Regions from separate parts of the Oryctolagus cuniculus genome. Here region 1 is linked to region 2. A link is a contact called in public Micro-C data. All regions are on one chromosome and are shown on one strand. Each heading gives the region's core, a stretch centred on a gene start, on an enhancer-like site or on the middle of the called end of the contact. The rest is flanking DNA. Distances are from core to core; before and after follow the strand shown. Region 1 holds the start of YLPM1 (YLP motif containing 1). Region 2 holds the start of ABCD4 (ATP binding cassette subfamily D member 4).

Region 1 (6,644 bases), core at 1,524-4,023, 370 kb after region 2:
TGTGCCTGGGAGAGCAGCAGAGGATAGCCCAAGTGACTGGGCCCCTGAACCCATGTTGGAGGCCAGGAATAAGCTCCTGGCTCCTGGCCTCAGCCTAACTGAGCCCCAGCCATTGCAGCCATTTAGGGAGTGAAGCAGTGCATCTCCCCCCCCCCCCCCACGCCTTCTAAAAAATAAAGTCTCTAAAAAACAATAATTTTGTTTTGCCACTATTTGAACTGTATGTAAAATCACTGTACAATAAACACCAAGCTGCGGTGCTGACGGGACCGCGGTCCCTCTGAGACCTGGAGGGGACTCCTCCCCGGTTTCTCTGACCTGTTGGTTGCGTTCTGGCAATCTCCGGCTTTATTGTGCAGTGGTCAGCTCCGGTCTCCGCCCTCATCATCCCATGGTGTTCTCCCTGTGTGTCTCTGTGTCTTCACATGGCTACTCTATGATAAGAACATGAGTTATATTGGATTGGGGCCCATACTTTTCAAGTATGACCTTATTTTGACTAATTACTTCTGTACCTATCCTATTTGCAAATAACGCCACATTCTGAGGTACTGAGCGTTAGAATAATCAACATATCTTTCTGGAGAGACAAAATTCAACTCTTAACAGAGGTGATAGTAGTGGATGCTTGTTCTTGATCTTCATGGGAAAATATTCAACTTTTCACCCATAAGCATGACCTTTGCCATAGTTTTTTAGTAGATATTCTTTATCAGATTAAGCAGGTTCCCTGTATTTCTGGCTTGCTAACGTTTAAATTAAGTTTCAAATTAAGTTTTAATTTGAAAAATGTTTAAATATTTGTATTTATAATTTATTTATAAATTTATAATTTATAAAATGTTTAAACTATTATCTGATTAGTCAGTTCAAGCTAATACAATTATTTGATTAGATTAAGAGATTATTTGGAAGTCAGAGTTACAGAGAGTGAGGGAGAGAGACAGAGAGATCTTCCATCAGTGGTTCACTCCCAAGACGGCCACAAAGGCCGGGACTGGGCCAGGCTGAAGCCAACAGCCAGGAACTTCATCCACGTATCCCATGTGGGTGTAGGGGCCCAGGGTCTCAGGCCATCTCCCAGTTTTTTCCAGACCATTAGCAGAGAGCTGTATTTAAAGTGGAGCAACCTGAATACAAACTGTTGCACACAGGGGATGCTGGCATTGCAGGCAGCGGCTTTACCTGCTATGCCACTGTATTGGCCCCTAATTTGAAATTTATAAAATTCTTTTTCCACGGGGCTGGCACTGTGGTACAGCAGGTTAATGCCTTGACTTGAAGTGCTGACATCCCATATGGGTGCCGGTTCAAGACCTGGCTGCTCTACTTTCTGTCCAGCTCTCTGCTGTGGCCTGGGAAAGCAGTGGGGGATGGCCCAAGTCCTTGGGCCCCTGCACCCGCGTGGGAGACCTGGAAGAAGCTCCTGGCTCTTGGCTTCAGATCGGTGCAGCCAATTGGGGAGTGAACCATCGGATGGAAGACCTCTTTCTCTCTCTCTCTCTCTGGTTCTCCTCTCTCTGTGTAACTCTGACTTTCAAGTAAAATAAAATAAATCTTTAAAAAAATTCTTTTTCCACATCTAATAAGATGACTGTGGTTTTCTTCTTTAGTCTATTACTATGTGAATTACATTTACTTATTCATTTATATTTCAGAAGAGAATTTCAATCCAAAAGTTAAAAATACAACTCTGGGATTTCTGGGTTGGGTAATGTTCTATTTCCTGATCCGTGTACTGCTTCCTGCTAATGTAACTAGGAAGGCAGCAGGATGGACCAACTAGTTGGTCCCCTGTAACCCTTGTGGGAGACCTGGGTGGAGTTCCTAGCTCCTGGCTTCAGCCTGGCTCAGACCTGGCTGTTGGAGCCATTTGGGGTGTGAACCAGTAAACAGAAGACTCTGTCTTGCCCTCTCTCTGTTGCTCTGCCTTTCGAATAAATAAACAAATATATTTTTTAAAAAATCTGTTTTGTAGTTTTTGTCCCCCAGAATTCATTTTATCAGCTTTGCTTCTCAATAATTCATTCAAGCCAAAGAAGGAGCTGTTTAGTGTTATGCTGGACATTTTTGAAAGATTATCTCCTGGTAATCTTTTCTAGACAATCGCTGTGGCTGGTTTCTGCTATCTTTGCTTTAGCTCTGAGGGTCTCCGACGTGGATTTGTGTGTGTGTGTGTGTGGGTGGGTGGGTGGATTCTAAAGAATTCTTTCTCCTCTTTAACACCACCTGCAGATGCTTCCTATTGTATGCCCGCAGGAATTGGTGCAGTCTTACATTCCGCCTTCGAAATAGGTTCCATTCTTCACAACTTTGTCCCCAGTTGGATTTTTGGATAGAACTGAGCTAAGTCTATCCATTTAATGTGGGGAGAACTGGCATCTTTTCACTCAGGACCATGGGAAACCTACCCATCATTTCAAGTCTGAGATTCTGCAGATTTCTTCATATAAGCGCTACATATTTACTGGAGTTGTTTCTCGTTGTTTTGTGTTTTATGTTGTTGTTGCGATTGTTGCTATTGTGAATGGAACCTCTTTTTTTTTTTTTTTTTCATTCAAAAATGAACCCGTGGAGCGGTAGGATCTCTGTCCCCCTTTCAGCTGAGAGACTCTATGGTTCCTCGGTTCTATGAGAACATTCGACGCGCGCCTGCATTATCGGACCCTGACGGAAGATGGCAATCGCGAGTCAGCAAGTAATGGGCCGCTCTATCTCGCCTTTGTTCTCCTCTCGCTGCTCCTGCGCAGGCGTAGTCGGTCCAGTCCCGTCCCCGCCTTCCCGGTCGCAGGCCCAGTTCGGTAGCGCCGGCGCACTGGCGCGCTCCGTTTACACGCTCCGGGGCCTGTAGGCGCCGCGAGTTCCGGCTGTCGCCGTCGCCGCCGCGGCTCCTGGAGGTCGGTTGCGACGAGTAACGGCGTCAGGACGGGCCTTGCGCCTCTTTTTTTGATATGTACCCGAATTGGGGCCGGTATGGCGGTAGCAGCCACTATCTGCCGCCGCCGGTCCCGCCGCCGCCTCCGGTGGCGCTTCCTGAGGCCTCGCCGGGGCCCGGGTACTCGAGCTCGACGACTCCCGCGGCCCCTTCCTCTTCGGGCTTCATGAGCTTCCGCGAGCAGCACCTGGCGCAGCTCCAGCAGCTGCAGCAGATGCACCAGAAGCAAATGCAGTGCGTGCTCCAGCCCCACCACCTTCCTCCGCCCCCGCTGCCGCCCCCGCCGGTGATGCCCGGGGGCGGCTACGGAGACTGGCAGCCGCCGCCGCCACCGATGCCCCCGCCACCCGGGCCGGCCCTCAGCTATCAGAAGCAGCAGCAGTACAAACACCAGATGCTCCACCACCAACGAGACGGGCCTCCTGGTTTGGTTCCGATGGAGCTGGACTCTCCCCCTGAGTCTCCCCCTGTACCGCCCGGGTCCTATATGCCCCCCTCTCAATCCTACATGCCCCCGCCTCAGCCGCCACCCTCGTACTATCCCCCGTCCTCGTCTCAGCCCTACCTGCCTCCCGCTCAGCCGTCCCCGTCGCAGTCCCCACCTTCCCAGCCCTACCTGGCGCCCACCCCTTCTTACTCCTCCTCCTCCTCTTCCTCGCAATCCTATTTGAGCCATTCCCAGTCCTACTTGCCCTCTTCTCAGGCGTCTCCCTCCCGCCCCTCCCAGGGCCATTCTAAAGGCCTGCTCCCCCCGCCGCCACCGGCCACCCCTGCTGGCCCTAAGACAACTGTCCGGCAAGAGCCTCTGGACAGCGGGGCCAAGAACAAGAGTGCTGAGCAGCAGCAAGCCGCCCCTGAGCCAGATCCCTCCACGATGACTCCACAGGTAAGAGGGCTTGGTCCCTACAAGGCTCTAGGCGAACAGGCCCGGGGGGCTTTAACCGGTGCTTAGCCTGATTCCAGCACACAACGACCAGCTAATTTGCACTCCAAGAGTGGCCTGACTGGACGGTGTGTTACTAAAGGAACAGTGTTGGAAGATGTGTCTGCACACCGCAGAGTAGTGGGCTGGCTCCAGAGTTGCTTTTCAGGTTTATTGCTTGATTTTCTTTGCCCAGCCAACTACACGTCCTGTTGCCGCTGCAGAGGGCCTTGCTTTGGAGTTGGGCTTTCACTACACTTTCCATTTTCGAGGAAGCATCACAAGGAAGCTCCTCACAGGGCTGACCCTTAAATGCATGGAAATCCATGGCCAGTCTGCTTTTAAAACAGCAACGACGGCATTCTTTAGGGGCCCAGGATAGCTGTCAGCTTCCTGAATCAAGAGGTCTCAGCAAGCCAAGGCTGGAGATCTTGTCAGGAGCATCCTGATAGGCTTAGAGCTACACGTGCAGTACATAGGTGAGGCTGTCTGCCAGGGCTGTGTTGGTCCATTGTGGGAATTCACCTGTACATCCTTTTCTCCCATTACTTGCGAGATAGTTTTATGACCTGACCAGTTTATTTCATTTAATTGTTGCTGCCACTCACTTCAAAGTAATAGCTGTGGAATTTGGCCAAGGTAGAGGAAAGTTTAGTGAGAGAGCCCTTCCTGCGAACTTCTGCCCGCAGAGCAGCGGCTGACAGGGTCATGGAAATAAGTAAATTTCTCTGTAAAGGAAGGTAGGGCTAAAGTGGAATAACTCATTTATTATGATTTCTTAACATAACGCTTCTAGCTGTTACCTATGTTACAATTGCTAAGGCAAAAAAGAAAATCTTAGAAATACAAGCTCAGCTTTGCGTAGGAAAGCTTTCCACAAGATGGGGATGCAGGGTTTGAATTTCACGTGTTTGGCATTAGAAAACGAGGACAGGAGCAGTGGCTTTGTGAATGATGCTTGGCACAGCATCAGGAGAAGACGCTTGCGATTCTGTTCTACGAACAGTAGAGTAAGTGGTTCTGTCGGCCCACACCAAATCTCTACCATCCCACTGGGTTGGTTCCCCCAGGTTGCTCTGTTATCCAGTGCCTTTGTTGTCAAACTGTCAGAGTTCGTTCAAGCCAAAATGTGACATTTATAGCCTTGTCTCTACTCCTAGACTGCTTTTCTGGCCTTATAGAGAAACACATGAATTATATTTTGGGAGTTTTAAAAACTCCGTTTGAAAAGAAGAGAGAATATAAGAATTGCACATCCGCTAGTTCACTCCCCAAATGCCTACAACAGCCAAAGCTAGGAGTGTTTCTGACAGTTTTTGGAGAGGAGAGTATGTGTCAAACTGGGTCCCGATATAAACACCCACCATAAACACTGCTTTTGGTTTTCTGCCCTTGTACCCTTGTGTGTGATGATCTTTATTAAGTGCCTTAAATATGCATATTCTATGCCTTCATTCTGGTTTTAAAGACTTACTTATTTGAAAGGCAGAGTTACAGAGAGGGAGATCTTGCTTCCACTGATTCACTCCCCAAATGGCCTCAACGGCTGGGGCTGGGCCAGGCCAAAACCAGGAACCTGAACTCCATGCAGGTCTCCCACGGGGGTGGCAGGGGCCCAAGCACTTGGGGCATCCTCTGCAGCTTTCCCAGGCACTTTCACTGGGAGCTGGATTGGAAGTGTAGCTGCCGGGACTGGAACCAAAGCTCATATGGGATGCTAGCGTCTCAGGCAATGTCTTAACTTGCTGTGTCACAACACTGACCCCCGTACCTCCATTCTGAAAGGCAGAATGAAAGTGGTAGAAGATGAGGATTAAGGGTGAGTGTATATGGACCAGGTCAAGAAAGACCTTGTAAACTTGTGGCTCTTTTAGCTTTGTGTAGAATTCGTCCCAACTCTTTGACAGTAGAGTTGGATCTGTTTCAAGGCCATCTCCAGTAGCAAGGTCTCCATGAAGCCTTACCTGACCTTACCCATCTGGTTTGGTTCTTCTCTTCAGATTGGAAGTCCCTTGCAGACAGGGACTGTTTTGCTTATTTTATTAATTTCCTTTAGCACCTAGGATAGTGCTTTGCAAATTGTAGACTCTGCACAAGATTTGTTGGAGACACAGAATTTGTCATGCTCTAAGCTTAAAATACTTTGGTTTATTATATGAAAATCTTTTTTTTTATAAGTTTTATTTGTTTATTTGAAAGGCAGAGTGACAGAGGAAGAGACAGACGCAGAGTTCTTCCATCCACTGGTTCAATACCCAAATGGCCACAACAGCTGGGGCTGTCCCACTCTTTTTTTTTTTTTTTTAATGTATTTTAAGTTATACAAGTTTCATATATTTCATATATACAGATTTAGGAACATAGTGGCACTTCCCTGATACCCTCTCTCCCACCCACATTCCAATCCTTCTTCCCTCCCCCTCTCATTCCCTCTCTGAATTTTTACAAAGATTTATTTTCAGTTTACTTAATGATTGTATAGTTAACCCTACTCTTAAGAGTTCAACAAATAGTATGAAGAGGAAAAAAAGAACACTGTCCCTCAACAAGAGAGACAAGGGCTATGAACATCATTGAATCTCTAAATGTCTATTTCACTCCAAAACATTACACTTTAGGTACTCTGAGTTACCTTGGATCAGGAAAACATGATATATGTCTTTTGGGGACTGGCTTGTTTCACTAAGTGTAATGGTTTCCAGTCGCATCTATTTTGTTGCAAAAAACAGAATTTTTTTTTTTTTTTTTTTACAGCTGAGTAGTACTCCATAGTAGTACTCCATAGTA
Region 2 (6,542 bases), core at 2,632-5,131:
GTTGAGGACTTGAAGAGGTGACGATGGAGGTCTACTGAGACCCGAGCAGGGCGCGGGCATTGAGGCGCAGTGGGTTAAGCAGCCGCCTATGACGCCAGCATCCCATCTGAGCACTGGTTCTAGTCCTAGCTGCTCTGTTTCTGACCCAGCTCCTTGCTACTGTGGGAAAGCAGCCAAAGAGGGGCCAAGGACTTGGGCCCCTACCATCCACGTGATAGACCCAGTTGCAGTTCCTTCCTCAGCGTTTTCGACGTTGTGGCCATTTGGGGAATAAAGCAGTGGATGGAAGATTTTCTCTCTCTCTGTAACTCTGCCTTTCAAATAAATAAATCTTAGTAAACTAAAAAGAAAGAAAAATGAGAAGGCTTTAGCCAACTGAACAAAGGGTGGGGGGGCTGGCGCTGTGGTGCAGCGGGTTAAAGCCCTGGAATGAAGCACCAGCATCCCATATGGGCGCCAGTTCTAGTACCGGCTGGCTGCTCCTCTTCCCACCCAGCTCTCTGCTGTGGCCTGGGAAAGCAGAAGATGGCCCAAGTCCTTGGGCCCCTACATTCGCATGGGAGACCTGGAAGAAGTTCCTGGCTCCTGATTTCGGATCAGCCCAGCTCTGGCCATTGTGGCCATTTGGGGAGAGAACCAGAGAATGGAAGACCTCTCTCTCTCTGCTTCTCTGTAACTCTGCCTTTCGAATAAATAAATAAATATTAAAAAAAAAAAAAAAAGTGTTCTGAGCTCCCTAAAGCAGGAGGTCTGGGAATGAAACAGACAATGCCCATTTCCACTAAATGCTGAATTCAATCCAAACCTCGTGGTCCAGCCCTGGGAGATGGAAACACGGGAGAGAATGGTCCAGAGTGTGCCAACAGGAAGATCAATGCCCTGTCTAGGCTCCAATCCCCCAGGGCAACCAGCATCCTCCTAGTTCCCAGAAAGGGGAGGGGACACAGCCTCGCGGCTTGCCTCCTGCTTCCTGGAGGAGGTCTGGGCACTCCACCGGCACTGGACCGGAGGGGGAGCCTTACCGAGGAGTTGACAACGATGAGCACCACAGCCAGGAACGTCAGGGCCTTGAACCCATCCAAGTCTTTGCTCCCCAGGACCCCGTAGTACTGACTGGGGATCAGGCCAACCTGGTAGATGACCAGTTGTTCTAGGGCAAGGGCGAGGAGTCAGAAGTCCGTGGTAGGGGTTAATAAGAAGACTCCCCTCCCACTCACCCACACGCTAGAGAGGCGGAGGGGGACCCAGAACCAGGGCGCTACCTCCGTCCCCCTCCCCGGCCGCATTCACTCACCCAGCAGGGCCACACATAAGAGGGTCAGGAACATCAGGACGTTCTGCGCTGACCACGAGGGAAACAGAACCTTCTGTATCCTCAGGAACCGCTGCAGAAACTGCAGATCTAACCTGGGCCTGAAGCAGAGAGGCAGAGGGACGGCCAGGCGGGCAGTGAGGCCTCAGGGAGCTGCTGTTAGGCCTCCCTGCACCGTCCTGCAGAGGGGCTGGGCCATGCAGAAACCGGGTTTCCAGATACTGATAATGGCAGGGGGAAGGGTGGGGGAGATGTAACATTATTAACACAAGGAAATGCAGGAGAATATCTTTTTTTTTTTTTTTTTTTTTTTTTTTTTTTTGACAGGCAGACAGTGAGAGAGAGAGAGACAGAGAGAAAGGCCTTCCTTTTCCATTGGTTCACCCAATGGCTGCTGCGGCCGGTGCGCTGCAGCCAGTGCACCACGCTGATTCAAAGCCAGGAGCCAGGTGCTTCTCCTGGTCTCCCATGCAGGTGCAGGACCCAAGGACTTGGGCCATCCTCCACTGCAGAGAGCTGGACTGGAAGAGGAGCAACCGGGACAGAATCCGGTGCCCCAACCGGGACTAGAACCCAGGGTGCTGGTGCCGCAGGCAGAGGATTAGCCTATTGAGCCATGGCTCCAGCCAGGAGAATATCTGAATGGAGATACCCAAATGATACCGAGGTGAGAAAGTAGTCCTCCAATCGGATCCCCGATCCACAAATAATAAAGGCAAAACTGATGGATTTAATTTCATTATGATTAAATAGTTTTGTTCAACACAGTGTCTTAAAGAGCTGGAGCAGCTACGTGCAGTGTAAAAGCAACACAAACTGAATCCACAGCACACAACCTGTTCCTGCATACCAGGAAGCCGAGAAAGGATATAAACAGGCGATTCACAAAGAGGAAAAGCAGATGGCTAACCGACACGGGAACGTGAACACAGGGGGAGACCACCTTGCAGCCACGAGATCGGCACTCTCCAGACCAGACAAGCCCAAATGATACGGGCAACTGGAACCTTCTGCTGGGATGTACAAACGGGTGTAAGTGCTCCAGGGAACAACCCAGCAGATCAGAGGTGACCATGGGGACACACCTGCCAGAATGCTCCTGAACTGCGGTCTGTGGTGGCGAAAAGCTGGAAACAACCTAGGTCTATGGGGCGCAGAGGGTTAAAGTCCCGGCCTGCAGCACCGGCATCCCATGTGGGCGCTGGTTCAAGTCCCGGCTGCTCCACTTCCATCCAGCTCTCTACTACGGCCTGGGAAAGCAGTAGAAGATGGCTCAAGCACTCCTGTGGAAGACCCAGAAGAAGCTCCTGGCTCCTGGCTTTGGATCAGCTCAGCTCCAGCTATTACGGCCATTTGGGGAGTGAACCAGTGGATGGAAGACTCTCTCTCTCTGTAATGGAAGGAGGGAGGGAGGGAGGAAGGAAGAGGTCTATGCACATAGAGTGGCACCACACAGCACCCACAAGTGAGAACCAGAGTGCCCCACAGCACAGGATGACCTCAAATACACAACGTGGGGGCCGGCACCCATATGGGCACAGGTTCGAGTCCCAGTTGCCAGAAACTTCCTCCAGGTCTTCCCACACAGGTGCAGGACAGGTGCACGCCATCTTCTACTGATTTCCCAGGCCATGGCAGAGAGCTGGATCGGAAGTGGAGCAGCCAGGTCTCGAACCGGTGCCCATGTGGGATGCTGGCACTGCAGGCGGCGGCTTCACCGCAGGCTGCTCCACTTTCAATCCAGTTCCCTGCTGATGCACTTGGGAAAGCAGCGCAAGATGGCCTGAGTAGGAGACCTGGGTGAAGCTCCTGACTCCTGGCTTCCGCCTGGCCCAGCTCCGGCCACTGCCGCCATTTGGGGAGTGAACCAGCAGACGAAAGATTCTCTCTCTCTGTAACTCTACCTTGGAAATAAATATATAAATCTTAAAAAAAAAAAAAAAAAAAAAAAAAAAAAAAAAAACAAAAAACTGGAGGTAAATTTTTTTAATCACAGCATATTACCATTTCTATAAATTCAAAGTCACTGTTTTTAGGGTAACTTTTAAAGGTGACTGTAAAAACCCTCCCTCACCACAGCACGGCGGTGGGTGTCTGAGAAGGGGAGAGAAGGGGACAGAACCGCAAGGACGATCATAAAAGGAGGGGTTGGCACCATCAGTCCTGCGCACCCAGAGAATGCCAGTTGCGAAGGCGAGAGCCCACAAGCAGGGAGCAGGCGGCGACGGACTCCGCGCCAAGGCTGAGGGGCAGCAGCGGGGCAGTGCAGCCCCGGATCCCACAGGAGGGCGGGCGCCCTGCGCGGCCACCTGAGCCGGGAAGGGGGCTCAGCGCGGCGGAGCGGGCGCGTCCGCCGCCACATCCCCGGGCAGGACGCCCCAGACCCAGCTCGCCTCCCAGCCGCCTGCTCACCTGGCGCCGGCTCCAGGCGCGGGCCCCGGGACCGCCATGACCCCGAGTCCTACTAGCGAGCGATCACTGCGGTCCCCGGGTCGGCTCCGGGCAGAGTCCGAGGCGCTCGCGGCCGGCCCGGGAGGGGCGGGGCCCCGGCGACCACAGAGACGGCGGCGGATAGAGAGGACGCATCGCTCCCGGAAGCGACCGACCTCTCCGAAACCTACCAAAGAGAGCCCAGGGTGGATTAGGCCAACCCGACGGCTAGAGCGCCCCCTTCTGGACCTGGAAGGTTTCCCCTTGGACAACCGGCCCCTGGCTATGTAACTTTTTTTTTTACAAGAATTTTAGATTTTTAATCTAGTAGATGTTTCACACATTGCTCCAGAGAAGCCAGCGCGATCTTTAAAAAAACACTGATCAAGGGCCGGCGCTGTGGCATAGCGGGTAAGGCAGCTGCCTGCAGTGGCGACATCCCATATGGGATGTTCGAATCCCTGTTGCTCCTCTAATGATCCAGCTCTCTGCTGTGGCCTGGAAAAACAGTAGAAGATGGCCCAAGTGCTTGGGCCCCGGCACCCATGTGGGAGACCCGGAGGAAGCTCCTGGCTCCTGGCTTTGGATCAGCACAACTCTGGCCATTGCAGCCAATTGGGGAGTGAACCAGCAGATGGAAGACCTCTCTCCCTCTCTCTGCTTCTGCCCCTGTCTCTCTGTAACTCTGCCTTTCAAATAAAATAAATAAATTTTTAAAAAGAAAAAGAAAAAACAGATCAAGTTTCCAATTGCAGTGGAAATAAAATCTGAACATCATTGTTCCTTCTAGCTGGGTTTTGTTTCTTTTTTTTTTTTTCTTTTATTTATTTGACAGAGTTAGACAGTGAGAGAGAAAGGTCTTCCTTCCGTTGGTTCATTCCCCAAATGGCTGCCTTGCCTCAGCCAGCACTGCACCGATCCAAAGCCAGGAGCCAGGAGCTTCTTCCTGGTCTCCCATGCAGGTGCAGGGGCTCAAGCACCTAGGCCATCCTCCGCTGCCCTCTGGGGCCATAGCAGAGAGCTGGACTGGTAGAGGAGCAACCGGGACTAGAACCTGGTGCCCATATGGGATGCCAGCACTGCAGGTGGAGGATTAGCCTAGTGAGCCATGGCACTGGCCCACTGGGTTTTATTTCAAGATTTATTTATTTCAAAGGCAGAATGACAGAGGGAGAGGGAGACACACACACACACACACACACACACACACATGTCTTCCTTCCATTGGTTCACTCTACATGGCCACAATAACCAGGACTGAAGCCAGGAACCTGGACTTCATCATCTCCCACGTGGGTGACAGGGACCCAGGCACTTGGGCCACCATCAGCTGCCTTCCCAGGTCCATTAGCGGGAGTCCTGACTGGAGCCTAAGTAACTGAGACTCTAATCAGCACTCAGCTGTGGGAAGCAGCCTCACTGGGCGGTTAGCCCAGGCCGTCGTGTGGGCCACTTGCTCATTTCTGCTCAATGAAGGGCCACTGTGTTTCAGCCTCAGGGTCCTTGCAGCTGCCTCTGCTGGATCACGCTGCCCCCAGGCCTGGAGCTTCCCACTGCTGGTGCTTGCTCATCAGCAGCTGAGACGCCCCGTGTACCCCCTACCTGGAATATGTGGTCCTACCCCCTCATTCCCTCATGCGTTACCCTTTTATATTCATGCTTGTTGTGATCTAAAATGGTCTTGTTTCCTTATTTATTGTGTATCTTCCCCTATCAGAATAAACTTTATGGGGCCAGCACTGTGGCATAGCAGATAAAGCTGCCGCCTACAGTGTAGGCCTGCCATACAGGCACCGGTTCGAGTCCCAGCTGCTCCACTTCTAATTCAGCTCTCTGATATTGGCTGGGAAAGCAGTGGAAGATGGTCCAAGTCCTTGGGCCCCTGCATCCGGGTGGGAGACCGGGAAGAAGCTCCTGGCTCCTGGCTTTGAATCAGCACAGCTCTGGCCATTGTGGCCATCTGGGAAGTGAACCAGCAGATGGAAGACCTCTCTCTCTCTCTCTGCCTCTCTCTGTAAATATACCTTTTGAATAAATAAATAAATCTTAAAAAAAAAAAAAAAACTTTATCAGAGCAGGGACTCTGCCTACTGTCTGCTAATTCCCCAGTACCTAGAACACTGCTAGTGTGTAGGAAATGCTCAATAACATTTTAAAGTGTTGAAGGGCTGACATGGTGGCATAGCAGGTAAAGCCATTGCTTGTGACGCAGGCATCCCATATAGGCACTGGTTCCAGTCCTGGCTGCTCCACTTCGGATCTAACTCTGTGCTGGTGGCCTGGGAAAGCAGTGGAAGACGGCCAAGTCTTTGGGCCCTGCCACCACATGGGAGACAGAGGAGGTTCCTGGCTCCTGGCTTTGACCTGGCCCAGCCCCTGTTATTGTGGTCATTTGGGGAGCAAACCATGGAAGGAAAACCTCTCTCTATATATATCCTCTCTCTTTCTCCCTCTCTCTCATTCTTTCTTTTTCTCTCTCCTCATCTCTGTCTCTCCCTCTCTTTCTGTAACTCTGCCTTTCAAATAAAAATAAATGAATCTTTAAAAACATTAAGTGTTAAGTGAATGAAATGCCTATCAACCGACTACAGGACTCAAAGAGAAGTTCAAGCAGCAGGCTCCCAGAACCCCAGCTTTGAACGTGGTGCACCTCCCCACCTTCCCTCCTCCCCGCCTTCAGTCCTCATGAAGTGTCAGCTCCATGCGGAGCGCGCGACGACACCCACGTCTCACCTGTCTGCCTGGAGCCTCCTTGGAGCTGGGAAGGTGGAGCAGCTGTGACAAAGGCACCTGCCAGCCT

What was found. Hi-C and Micro-C count contacts between places; a contact is called where the count stands out from the background.
Region 1: a contact with region 2 is called in a Micro-C map of ear pinna, with 7 times the contacts expected there. The contact joins the promoter of YLPM1 here to the promoter of ABCD4 in region 2. A contact is called at or near these places in 2 of 6 Hi-C or Micro-C datasets (ear pinna and an unstated tissue).

What each region holds. Positions count from the first base shown.
Region 1 is chr20:20,818,448-20,825,091 of mOryCun1.1, forward strand. It overlaps YLPM1 (YLP motif containing 1), which reads left to right and starts at 2,774. Exons shown (of 20, transcript XR_011384926.1): 1 at 2,774-3,821.
Region 2 is chr20:20,449,515-20,456,056 of mOryCun1.1, forward strand. ABCD4 (ATP binding cassette subfamily D member 4) reads right to left here and starts at 3,882. Exons shown (of 19, transcript XM_008272052.4): 1 at 3,725-3,882; 2 at 1,295-1,413; 3 at 1,023-1,150. The coding sequence starts at 3,762.